2 separate regions of the Gossypium hirsutum genome follow, and region 2 is linked to region 1. Evidence: chromatin contacts called from public Hi-C data. All regions are on one chromosome and are shown on one strand. Each heading gives the region's core, a stretch centred on a gene start, on an enhancer-like site or on the middle of the called end of the contact. The rest is flanking DNA. Distances are from core to core; before and after follow the strand shown.

Region 1 (7,210 bases), core at 3,497-5,996:
CCATGTCTGGGACATGGCGTTGGCACCGAGATGAGAGGTCCCCCGTAAGACCATGTCTGGGACATGGCATGGGCACCGACATGAGTACATCCCATGTAAGACCACGTCTGGGACATGGCTTTGGCAGATTATGATCAGAAGATGCCCGAGTATCCTTATTATTCCAATGTGGTTCAACGGGGCTAGTAAATGAATCAGGTACATGAAAGTTCAGTTAAAGATAAGAAATGGCAAGCTCAGGTGAGTTATAGGAGTTAAGAATTTATTATATTAACATTTGATATTCAACGATGCAGTAAGAGAAGAGTAAGTTATGAACACAAGTATATTAAGTAATCAAGCAAGAGAATTAGTATGAGATTAACTAAAGAGTAAAATAGAGATATAGACACTTGAGTTTAATTATTTATGTTAAATATTGTTATTTATTTGCTAGTAAACTTAGTAAGCTTTATGCTTACGTCTTTTATTTCTCTTTCTCTTATAGTATTGCAAGGCTACTTCAAGGATCCTAAAGAAGTCGGAGATCGTCCACACTATCAAGAAAAACTACTCGGTATTTTATGATGAAACATGTTTGAGTTATGGCATGTATAGGGATTTAGTTATTTTGTATGCTTGTAATTATGATTTTGCTAAATAATGAGGTGTAAGTATTTTATGATGAATGGTTATTAAAATGGTTAAGTATGAAAGTGTTTGTGGTTATAAGAGTCTAAGTGATATATTATGCATGGAAATCATGAAAGGGGTAAAATTTTGCAAAGAAACAGAATTCAGGCAGCATAGTGACGTGACTTTGAAAAATCACCTAGGATGGTATAAAAGGAATTAGAGGGTGAATGATATGTGGAAATAAATCTTGTTGAGTGTATTTTCATGTAAAAATAATGGTGTAGCAAAATGAATTTTATATTTTGAGATATATGGATTTTAGTGAGACAGTGTCAGAACTGTTTTTGGAGTCCCCTGTTCTGAGTTTAGAAAATCACTAAAAATGATAAAACAATAGTTATGAGTTGAATTTTATATGTATGAAATACTTATTGAGTCTATTTTCTTTAGAAATAAGTGGTAGCATTATATAAAAATCTAATAATGAGAAATTTTATTTTTAGTGACAAGAGGTCAGAGCAGTCAATTGGGGAAATAGGGGAGACTTTAACTAATAAAATGTACTAATTGGCTAAGCCAAAAATTATAAAAAAATTATGGTAAGTATAAATATGAGTCTAGTTTTAGGAAAAATTTACGGAATTAAATTTCAAGTTCCGTAGCTTGAGTTATACTTAATTTTGTAACTGCTGCTCGATTTGACAGATTTGCTGTAAATAGTGAAATTAATTTTCAAAACAAGTTTTTATGCTTCAAATTAGTAAGATAAGATAAGTAATGCCTTGTGCTCGACTTCGGAAACGGTCTCGGGTAAGGGGTGTTACAAGTAGCATCAGATCTGAAAAGGTTACATCCTTTGTTAAGTCACTGAAAAATCGTGGTTATTGTTTGGTTGAAAACTCAACCGTGTGCTATAAGTATGGTTGTACTTTGTTGTTTTTTTTTTTATGAATGATGTTGCTGAGTATGAATGATGATGTTTCAATGGTATTTTTACTTTTACAGTTGAAGCATGCCTATTATTACTGTTTAGACAAATAACAGTTACTGTTCGCATATTAGTCACATGACATTGCTAATGTTACTATTTTCTAACATCAATAACATGCCATACTGTTACTATTTTCTTACTGTGGTTTGTAGGGCTAGATTGGGTAGTGCACTACACTGACATTCATAAAGTATGCAAGTAGCTACTGTGTTTCTGTGAATATTATGATGCAAATATGTACCATACACTGTAAGCTTGTATGCCATTATTTACTGCTTTATATACTTGTTGCTTATGTGTTATGACCACATTGAGCTTCACAGCTCACCCCTTTAATTTTTCCTATATTTCTAGATAACTCGTAAAGTTAGGGCTCAGACTCAGCACTCGGAGCACTGTTGTTGGATTTTACTTAAAAACGTATTTCTAAACTATTTTATAAGCTCTATTTGGTTTTGCTTTGTTAATTGGACTGTGGCATGGACTCTGTTACTCATAAGTTTTTGAGTTTTTGGCTTTACTCATTTTTGACATTAAACCTGAACTTGGCTAAGAACTTTAAAACTATTAAACTACTTTAAAATAATTACAACTAGGATTTTTATAACAAATTTGGAGTTGAGATTGAATAAAGGAATAACTAAAACAAACTGATGTTTCCATAAAAAATGTGTTTTTGAAACTGAATGGACCATTAGGTAATTTGGTGTTGCGTTTGAGCATGAAATAAAAGTTTTTAAGAAGTGATTTTTTCCAGCTCTGACGAACAGTATCGATGCCCTGACATTAGGTATCGATACTTGATCAAATAAACGAGTTTCAAAATAAACAGAATGCCAAATTGGTATCGATACTTATAAAAGTGTCGATACTGATTGATAGCATTTTATAAATTTCAAAATTGGCAGAATGCTTAAACCGTATCGATACTTAAATAAGCATGGATACTTTTCTAATTAGTATCGGTATCCTCTGTAAAAACTTGAATTCTTTTATGAAATGAGTTTTTGACTTTATCCAAAAACTGAATGTTTCACCGGACCATTTCGGTGGCTAGTGTGACCTCCATAATTCGACCATAACATTTGAGCTGGGTTGGAAATGATACAATTTGAGTGGATCAGGTTGGACCGAGCTCAGACTTCAAACTTTTTTAAAATCAGGTTGTGGCCTTACTTGACCTATGAAAACCATAATTTGTAGTAATAAAATAATATTATGTCATTTAAGGATACATATTTTTTTAAAATACTAAAAATAGCTACTTGAATTTTTATTTATTTGGCATCAGTATTTTTATATCAATTTGGATGGCATGCATTTAAGCGTGATTAAGTATGAAATATTCCTCTTATTTAATTAATTTAGGAGTTTTAAGGTTTATGAGTAGTTTAAGATATGTATAAATTTATATACGAAAAAAATTAGTGAATGAAAACAAAATTTTATATAAATATATATATTTATGAGATTTAGTGAATGTATTTGGACGAGGGATATGGAGATGTAATTCCATTTTTATTAATATTTTAAAAAATTTAAAAATGAATTTATTTGTTTAAGTAAGAATAATGAAATTTGTTAGTAATTCCAGAATGAGATTTGGGTAATTGAAATTCTTTATTTAAATTAAGATATAATTTTTCAAAATGTGTCATAATTTTATTTCATTTAATATTTTTTTATTTTATTCTAGGGTAAATTATACCTTAGGTTGTTAAATTATTTGTAAGTTTATGTTTTGGTCACATAATTTTAAAAAATATAAAATAGTTATTAGTTTCGAAAGTTTTCATTTAAGTTTACAGAATGGTCATGGGTTGTTAAAATCGTTGTTGTATGGCCCTACACCAATCGAAAGCTCTCATTCCCCTTGTTTTCTACAATTCAGTTTTTTTTTCATGAAATAGCTTTAAATGTCGCGAATTTGTGAACCAAAATCTAAACAATTTTCTTCTCTGTTCTTCGATACTGACCGTTAGATTGACTTGGATCTAAGGTATGTTTTCCTATTTGTCAATGGGTACTAATCAACCATATTGATTGCCAAATCATTGCTTAGAGCTCGCAACCTGAACTAAAAAAAAACACTTAATAGCCAAGTGACTTAAATTAAAACTTTTGAATAGTTCAGAGACTTAAATGAAATTTCAAATACTTCAGTGATCATTTTGTAACTTCTGAAGTTAAGTGATTAAAACATAAACTTACTAACAGTTTAGTGACTTTGAGTGTAGTTTACCCTTAATTCTAATATATATTTTCATATTATTAAAAATATAGAATTTTAATATCTAATAATATTCGTATTTCATATTTTTAGATTACTTAATTATTATTCTTTTATAATTATTTTTATAAAAGATTATTTATACAAACAAAATAAATAAGTAAACAGAGGTTTCAAAATGGTGCATTTTAAAATAAAAGTATTGAAAAACGTTAAAAAAAGAAGAAGCCAAGCATATCCACACTTTAGTTAAACAAGACATGAACAATGGTTTCTCCATATAGATTTGTCCATAGTTTGATTGGGGTTGAATGAAGAAAAAGAGGTTTGAGTCGGGTTGATTGATTTATTTCCAAAATATTAAATAAAAAAAAACTATATCGTGATGCAAAGTTAAGATAGGTAGGCATCTTCTTCCATGATTTTGTTCTGTCTGCTTCCCTTTTTGTTTGTGGAAGGAAATGGATGCAATTAATTAGCAATCTAAATGTGAGGCTAATATCACATCTCTACAAATACGTTCTACTCCTAATGGAAATTTAATATTCTTTTTCTTTTTTTCAAACTTTTATTCTCCTGAAAAACATTTATTTGCATTCCACTTTAAAAAAGTTATTTTAATATTCAATAATTATATTAAATTTTGAGGTGGAAATAGAAAACTAATTTGCTTAAAGTAAACTAGGAGCTACAATGATTCCTGTTGGCCTCATTTGAATAATGAAAAAGCTAAACAAAAAACAATGATGGGGATTATTAAATGCCGTCAAAGATGGTAGGGCTAGACATTGTGAAGAGTCCATGGTGGCAAAACTTGACCCAGGTTTTCATCCTGTTGAGTGGACGACTGGGTAGGTCTGGTAGAGAGATGAGTCTATCAGCCAACATTTGTCCCATTTAGATCTGAAATTCGGGCCTGTACGTTTGTAGGCTTGGGGGTCAACATGTGCCCTATGATGTTTCATTATGGGCCTTCACCACCTAACTAATATTTTGGATTTTGGAATCAAAATGTTGGTGATTGCTCCAATGTTTTATGTTTCTGGCAATGGCCGCCTAGCCTGGGCCTTCACCCATTATTGTGCTTGCCAGAGGATAAGCTCTGAATATATTTATTCATATATTAATTAACACATTTTAAAAAAAGTAATTAAATAAATATTATCAATATTTATTGATGGTGTCGAAAAAAATAAAATAAGATAAAATAAAATTCCTATACCTAAATAGAATATAAATAGTAATATAAGGAGTAAGATCGATCTCACAGGAATTGGATATTTAAAATTATATTTCCTTATAACTAGAACACGTCGTTGGCAGTTGTCGTGCCCATGACTCATGTCAACTTGTATGAAATAAACGGGAATTAAATTTGATTAAAAAAACAAATCAAGATTGAAATTGCAATGAAATAAATAAAACGAAATAATATTAAATAAATTGATGTGATGACACTCTAGCTTCAGGCACGATTTAGGCTTCGGCTTCAAACTGTTCTTGGATACTGAATTTTCTCCTACAACCAATAAGTCAGTTATGATTGAGGACATCTCATATCACCAACCTTTCTGTGTGTAAATTAATTGCGAGAACACTCGATAGCTAACCTTTACCAAACGAACTACCCTAAATGTAACGCCCCAAAAATTTGAATGTTTGTTTGTTAAATTTTGTGGTAATTGAGTATTTGCTTTAGTGGTTAAGTATTTTGCTTATGTGTTTGAGATTAGGGGTTCAAGTCTTACTTTTGAAAAATTTTTCTATTTTGTTTCGGTTGAACTCTTACCTTTGAACTTGTGACTTAAGTCTTATTCTGCGTTAACTTATGTCAACGATGAGCTTAGAGGTTTAGTGGTTAAGCTTCTGTATGCCTTTGATCTTGTGTTTGAGTCTTTGTGTAAGTTAAGAGGAAATATATTTTTATACTACTCCGTAAAATTTGTATTTTTTAATTAACTAAACTGTTTCTTTTTTTTTCCCCTCTTTCTTTTATAGTTGTTTTGTCGAGGGAAATTGCATGTCTCATTGTTTCTGATTGAAAATTAATTGTGTAAGTTTTGTTGTTAAATTTCTGTTGATGTTCGTTTTCATTCATTTTTCTCAAAATTGGTTTTCTACCTATGTTGTTCAATTTCCCTGTTTAAGTTTCGATTGGCTTTCTTTTAGGTGAAGATATTAATGGTATTGTCCCTCCAACGAGTTAGTTCACGTATTGTTGTTTAGTACAAGGGTGAGTGGATGATTTTCGAGTTGGATTTTTGCGTCGAAGTTTTTGACATAGTTCGATTGAATGTTAAATTAGCGTTTTAGTTCGATTAAATCGTTTAATTGGACAATTGATTGTCGTTTTTAGGTTTTGGGAGCATCTTGTTGCTTCTACGTCAAACTCATACCACCAAGTGTGTAACAAAAACCTAAATTTCTACGAATGGAAAAAGCTAAAAATCATTATTGTCGACGTCACACGGTCATGTGCCTAGGCCATGTGAGTTACACGGTCTTGTGGTAGGCCATGTAACTCTTTGACTTGGGTCACACGGGCGTGCGACATGGGCTTGTGCCCAGGCCATGTGAGGGGTTGTTTTGGTGGTGAGTCACATGGGTGAATGACACGAGCGTGTGTCTAGGCTATGAAATTCTCTGACTTGAGTCATACGGGCATGTATCAGGCTGTGTGCTAGACCATGTAACTCTCCGACTTGGGTTATATGGTCGTGTGCCAGGTTGTGTGACAGACTATGTGAGGCATTGTGATGAGCCACAGGGGCATCTGTCAGGCTGTGTGAATCCACACGGATGTGTGGGCCAAAAACTGAAAATTTTTCCAAGGACTGTAAACGTCATTCAAATAGACTGTGGGCCTACTGTGGGGTCTGTGGAATCTGAATATGCAATGAAATTCATTATTTGATGATATGTTACTGAATAATTTGTTATTTACACATATATTTTAGATGAAATCTGATAAGTGTGACAATATTACAAGAGTATGATTTGAATTTGTACCACTATATACGCATATTTGATATTTGTTAAAATCTGCATCTTCATTGGGTTGGGATTGTATAGAGGAGAAAGTGTGGGCAGTTAAATAATCTGTCGATTTTTGTGGTTAAGCCACAAGCATATATCTGATTCTGGCGATTTATCGCATTCTGATCTGGCAGCTAGTCTGCAATTATTTTGAAATGTGACATACAATCACTATTCGGTGTGTAGGGATGGATGAGTACTTGATACCCTATATGGTGTGTAGGGATGGACAGAGAAGGTGTACAGCGGATGGGGTAGGAATCTACATCTGTATCTAATCTGTTCTGTATCTATATCTAATATGTTCTGTAACTATATCTGATATCTTATGTTTCCGA
Region 2 (7,098 bases), core at 961-3,460, 35 kb before region 1:
AGCTCCAAAGATCGGGCCACAAACCAGTTTGGATCAGCTTTTTATTTTTGCTATATGAACTACAAGTCTTTATTCATGGGTTTCATTAACTATGCAGAACTAGAGTTGGAGGTGCGTTATGCATGGGGTGTGCTTACTCTTCAGTTACTACTTCTACACCTTCCTTGGGTTTTAGACTTTTAAGTGTTTGATCAACTCAATACATAGAACATAAAAGGGTTTAGGGGATAAAGCTTAAAAGGGCAAGTAGCCTTCATAATTGCTTAGCTGAGATTGATCTGATGTTACTGAGCCACATATAACTAACATTTGCGGCTGTAATCTTCTCAATATAATTTGTCATCCATGTCATAACTACATTAGCATTGGTCATTAACAGAGCAAATGCCTGGTTCTCTTAGCAGATATAGACAATGCTGATAATTGATTTGTTAGATTTTAGGTTTTAAAATAATAATAATTGTTTGAGTTTAGCCCTTCGATCAGTACCCTTAGCTTTCAAGTTTGCCCCGATCTTACCTGTGAGCTTAACTCTGTTTACAGTGGGGGCACTGCGATTTGTTTGGTTAGAATAGAGGTTATTTAGAACAAATTCTTTTTGTTTCTAACAACAGCAATTTTTGGGAACACTGTACCTAAAACCATATCCAAGTCAAAACTAAAGAATGACGACAGAGAACTGATACAACAAACACTGCTCGAAACTGAAATTATGCTTAAGCCTTCAGTCTTGCTGCTTACAAAGTGTAACTTAAGCTTAAGCTTACCATCTAGCTTCATAATCCACAGTGTTTATATTTACAAGTGGAAAGCTGTACATAAGTGTAACTTGGTTTTTTAGGAAGCAAGAAACTAAAATCGAAAAGGGTTTTTTAATGGAAACGACGATGATAGTCAAGAGCAGCAGTTAGTCAGCTGCAATGTTTAGATGTGGATGCAAGTGCCACAGCTTGTGCCCACACCTTGAGCCGAGCCTTCACATCTCTTGGGTCATCACCTAAAATTACAGAGTAAACATCCCATCAGATGAACTGAAAATGCTATGCAGAGCCTTTATATAAATCAAACAATCAGTAATTCCCTAGTTTCCTGTTAGGCTTAGAAAGAAAGCATAAAGGGTCCAAATTAAAGGTAATTTTGACTAACCAGGGCTAGAGATACGCCAGTTGGCGATCGGAGAATTGCCACCGCTACTAGGCATCTCCAACATACGCTCATGTTCCAACTCTAACCCAAGATCCCTACACGCCTTCACTTCCTCCAAGTCCATACACAGCGACCTCTGCCCACCTTTGGGCCTTGTAATCACCACCAATCCCGCACTACCCCCTTCACTTTCCCCACTGAAACTTCCACTATGGTTGCTGTAACTTGCAATTAATTCCCCATCTTTCTTCTTGTTGCAGCTTTTACTCTCATTATCTTCCCATCTATCTCTTGTAATCCTCCTCTTCCTCAACTTGTTGTTCCCTTTTGACCTTCTTAAACCACCCTTTTGAGCTTCATTTTCACTTGCGTAATCTTTCGCCACTCCCATCAGCTCCTGAGACAACACCGCTTTTCCGTTCCTCCGGCGAGGTGGGGTGGCGGGAAGAGAGTAGCAGCTAGGTTCCTTGTCGGAGTCAGAAGAGAGTTGAAGCAATTCTTTGCCAGGGAACTCCTCATCAACATCTGCATCAAAGGACAACCTCGACAGATACATCCCCAGATTATCATCATCATCATCATCATCATCATCATCCTCGTTCGTGTACATGGAACTGGTACACATGGAAAGCCTCGACAAGTTATATGTATGAGCCTGATGCTCAAACCCAACATCAATATCGTCATAGTCATCTTCCACCATGGACGAAACAACCGTCATACTTTCATCTGAAGCCATCTTTCGCAACAACAAAAAGAAAAAAAAGAAAGAAACGAAACTAAAAGAACGATGAAGTTGAAGTGTTCTTTTCTTCTTCTTTTTTCTGTTATCAAAGTGATATATTAGAGAGAAAACAAAAAGAACGGCTGGCTACACATTATTAACAAGCTGTGGCGTTATCATTCATTAATTTTTTTATTTCATAATAAAAAGTAAAATAAACACACTCCTCACTCTGAACAACCAAATTTATACCCAGAAAATTTGAAGCCTTTAATTACAGAGATACCCATTTCAGTGCTCAATCACTTCCTCTTACTTCCTTTTTGGTAGTTGGCAAAAGGTTGGGATTGTAATTTTGGTTTTAAATCAAATTAGTTAAGTAAGAAGCTTCGGACCATTGGCCTTTTTTTTTTTAATAATTATTAAAAATGATTACAAGATATTTACACATGGCAATATTGAGCCAAATGACGTAGAGATCTGCTCAAGGACACGTAGCTCCACACAAATTCTTTTCCTGCTGCTAACACCACTCCACTTCATTCGTCACTGGGTCACGAGTCACGACTCACTACCAAAGATTAAAACCTGCCCTCACGATTTCCCATAACCTAGCCCTGTTTCGAAATCATTGTACGCTATACTGTGTCATTGCTTTTTGCCCATTCCTTTTCCTCATTTATACTTTCACTTTCTTTTTTATAAATGAGGCTTTTCTTTTACGACTATTTTACTGAAAAAAGAAAAACACTCATTTCTAACCTTATTTATGAAAATAGGTCACTTAAAATTTTATTTATTAAAATAGGTTAAAAATTTTAAAACGCATATATATGAAAGCGTTTTAAAGGGAAATTAAAAAAAAAATGCGTTGCCGTCAACGCGTTTTATCCTATGTTAGTAAAAATACGCTCATGTCAGCACAATTTTTTTAAAATATTATAAAAATTGACTATTTTTTTTAAAAATTACGAGAATAAACCTTTATAAAGACCCAAAGTGGTAGCACTTTTTTTTTAAGGTGTCACCAATTACTATGGAAATAAAACTTGCAAAGTAGTTCTTTATATAGACCCAAACTCTCATTTCTCTTGTTTTCTTAAGTAATATGAGATGTGAGATATGTATAATTATAAAGTCATGAATAGGTTTGCAACTTGTTCCTACACAATGTGGTGTATATATAGAGTCATGAATAGGTTTGCAGCTTGTTCCTAGACAATGTAGGATTCCTTCCTCTTTTAACTAACAACATAAGATTAAAGGCTATACACATATGAAACTTGTACATGTAGTTACCTTCTATTCAATTTTAAATGTTTGAAGTTAATATCCATGCAATTCTAATTTTTAAAATAATTTTTCATTATTTTAATTTAGAAGTTATACTTTTAATTTTTTTATTATTTATTTTATTTTATGTTGTGAATGTTTGATTAATAAATAAATGGTGAGTATTTGGTACTCAAATAGTATTTCTTTTTTGTAGTTTTAAAAAATTGATATATCTTTTTTTTAATATTTTACTATGCTCATTAATTTTTTAATCCTAATTTTAATTTAATTTTTATCACCTAATAAATGCTGATAAATTTATTTCAGATGTATTTTGACTAGATAGATAATCTATTTAAATATAGTATATAATTATGTTAAATAACTTTTTCTATAGAAATATATAATATACATAAAATATAATAATTATTTTTCATATTTTTATATCTAGATTAAATTACATTAGTAGTCACTTAACTATGATTTTTTGGCTATCAAATTATAAAAACTTACAAAATGATCACTCAACTATTAGTAATTTTTTAAATATTTATTTTTTAATATTATACTATACTCATTTTATATTTTATAATTTTTTAACTTAGAGAGTTTAAAAATTTTATTTATAATGTAACAAATGTCAACTTTTTGTAAAAAAATTTAAACTTTATAAGTAAAAAATATATAAAATATAGTGCAGCATTTAATTTGATGTTAGTTAAAAGAGGAAGGAATCTCACATTGTGTAGGAACAAGCTGCAAACTTATTCATGAGTCTATATATACACATATCTCACATCCCACATAGCTTAAGAAAACAAAGGAAATGAGACTTTGGATCTATATAAAGATCTGCTTTGTAAGTTTTATTTACACATTAATTGGTGGCATCAAAAAAAAATTTGTGCTGCCACTTTAGATTTTTATAAAGGCTTATTCTCGTAAAATTTTAAAATATTGGTCTATTTTTATAATATTTTAAAAAAATAATCTTTTTTGAAAACTTAGTCTGAGCATGGGTAAAATCGTGCCCATGTCAACGTGTTTTTGTTGACATGGGGTAAAATGCATCCTTGTCAATGCGCTTTTCTGAAATTTCCCCTTAGGTGATAGAACGCGTTTTTGCACTTTATTGTTGACAAATACCATCAAATTCACCAAGATGGAACTTGTAGACAATGAAGACGTGGGGATAATGGTTGCACTTTATTATCAAAATCAGAGTGGCCAAATTGAATCAATTTAGTTGTTTGTTGAGTTTGCTGATGCCGAGCCAGTTGAAGATTTCACTCCATTAAGTGACCAGCATGAAGTTTAAGATCTGTGCACGGAACTTCCGAAAGCGTCTATTAATAGGCGATCTACTGTACGTGGTTTCGACATCGATTTTAATGCTTCACTTGCGTTTGAGAACCTTAACTTAGGTTCCCATTTACAAATACATCTCGTGGTGATTGAGACCAATACGGATGGTGATAATGAATATAATAATAATGATCCTTCTGATCAAAAGGTTGAAGATTATAGTGATTTCAATTGGGAATGACGAGGTCTCGGATGATATTGACAACAAAGGTGGGAATGACGATGAAAATGTTAACGCGTTTTCAATTGGGAACCCAAGTTGAGGCATTGTCATACGCAATGATCCTGGGGCCCATATGTCGATCGTAGATCCTGATGCGGCACATGTATCCAAATTTCCGGAGTACCCCAATATATTACATGCTCATCGATTGGTCATATATCTCGAATGTGAGGAGTTGTTCGTAGGCCAAAAATTCATGACCAAGAAATACTGTGTATTTGCCATTAAGCGGTATAGCATGAATGTGTAGATTGACTACAAAGTCGTCGTGTCTAAACTGACATTTTATATTGGAGAGTGTTGGAGGTCGGTAGAAGGGTGAAATTGGTGGGTATGAGTCGCATTTATCCAGAGGTCACACATATGGAAGATCTGAAAAATTGTTGGGCCTCACACATGCACTTCTACATGTATGATCCAAAATCATCGCAAACTTGATGCCAAAACTATCTGGAACTACATCATGCCAATGATGAAGGACATGTCGATCATTCCTATTTCGGTACTGATTGCCAAAATGCAAGAACAATTCCAATACCAAGTGTCATACCAGAAAGCATGAATAGCTAAACAGATGGCCATGGAGCAGTTATATGGAGATTGAGATGCATCGTACAATGAATTATAGAGATGGATAGCTGCTATGCGGGAGTATGTGCCAGGGACTGTCATTAAGTTGCATCCGAAATATCTTGTTTGCATCCGAACTGTCACTTGATCCCCGTTGTACCACTCGACTATTACGAAATTCAGCAAGGGTGTGTTAATGCACCATAAGTGTAAGTGGATGTGAGTAGACGGGGGAATAATAGTCGTAATGTCCGGGACAAAATATGACATCCAGACGAGCTGCACAATTAATAACATGGGTATAATAACAAGAGTCAAATAACGTAAATAAAATAATCACATGTCATGAATATTAAAAAAATTACTCTCTCCCCAGCATCTGTCTCAATCATCTATTTATAAATCGGAAGCGTATATGACCTCCCGATACCTGGAGAAATACTCTATCTATGAAAAAAATTATACTTGTTATAAAAAATTTTCAAAAAAAAAACATAATTCTTGATGTATTGCTTAAATTTTATCACTTGTTCATAAGTGGGAAGACATGTGTTTGGGGACTAACTGATGCCAAAAATGGCATCTTGTATAGCGCCCAAGGCTACATCAATATCAAGCACCTACCTATGTCCACGGTATTGTGCTTTATCACCTGACAAAACTCACGATACAATGTTTCTAATATTGTTCAGTCCCAACTGTACGAACATGAAGCTATCAAATTATACAATAATGGCAAATACATCAAGTGGTCCTTGTTGTTATTTGCATCTGGCATGAGTATACCTTCTATCATATGCATTATATATGCTCGAGTGATGCACATCACCTCTTGCTCAGTGGCATTACTCAATAAAGTTTCAAAATTTCCCTTCAACCATAAAAATCTCAAACTCTTAAATTTATCTCCACCATCACCGAGTGAGTGTCCTAGTAAGTGATAGCAAAGCACTGTTGGTTCAAACACTGTACTTGCACTCGTAACCGTACTATCGTCAATTGGGTGCCCGAGTTGTAGTGTGACATCTTCTAGAGTGATGGTGCACTCCTCACACAGCAAAATGAAATGTGTGGGTCTCCGGGCGCCACCGCTTGACCAAAGCGGATATTAAGTCGCACCTCAAATCGAACATGCGGATCAATACTGTTGATCCAAATTCGGATGCCTCCAAGTATGGCATAAGGCGTTCATCTGGACGATAGCCCGGACCGTTGACACAGGCCCTCAATACGCGGTATTGACCCTGACCATGTTAAATTACCACATTAGTTAATATATCTCAATTAAATAAAAAATGACGTGCAATTTTATAATGAGACCCGTGAATAACAAATAACAATTTTATTACTAGCATATTCAATGTATTTGCTGTGTAATTATTTTTTGTAATCAAAAGACCCAATTGGATATCTACAATTTCAAAAAAAAATCATCGTTTGAGCAAATAAACAATATACAAATAACAAAAATACATTTTTTAATATAAAAATTAAAGTTTAAACATTTAAATATAATACAAAAGCATGCAAATCACAACAATACGAAAATAAAATCAAAATAGTATATAAAAAAAACATGCAAATCACAATAATATCACTTAAACTTTTTTTATTCCTATACATACCAAAAATACTAAATTGTTTTATTCACAAAAGAAAATTTTATCATTACAAAAATAAAATTATTATTTTATTATACATACCAAAAATTCAACATGCAATCTCTAAAGCACTCAAATAACATTAAATAATAAATTTTCAACACAAAAATATTAAAAATGTTAAAATATTAATG

Evidence for each region. A called contact is a pair of places that touch in the nucleus more often than the background predicts.
Region 2: a Hi-C map of leaf shows a contact between it and region 1, with 2.4 times the contacts expected there. The contact joins the promoter of LOC107956095 here to the enhancer-like site in region 1. A contact is called at or near these places in 9 of 34 Hi-C or Micro-C datasets (fibers, hypocotyl and leaf).

Annotation. Positions count from the first base shown.
Region 1 is chrD07:21,542,812-21,550,021 of Gossypium_hirsutum_v2.1, reverse strand. No RefSeq gene overlaps it. Among protein-coding and RNA genes, the nearest start is that of LOC121219087, 17 kb to the left of the region's middle. Within about 2 kb of position 4,746, at least 3 of the 9 cell types and tissues checked have an H3K27ac peak or open chromatin away from gene starts, as enhancers often do. A contact at or near this core is called in hypocotyl and leaf, where this site is marked.
Region 2 is chrD07:21,575,165-21,582,262 of Gossypium_hirsutum_v2.1, reverse strand. It overlaps LOC107956095, which reads right to left and starts at 2,210. Exons shown (of 2, transcript XM_041096679.1): 1 at 1,147-2,210; 2 at 681-997. The coding sequence starts at 1,885. The coding sequence ends at 912.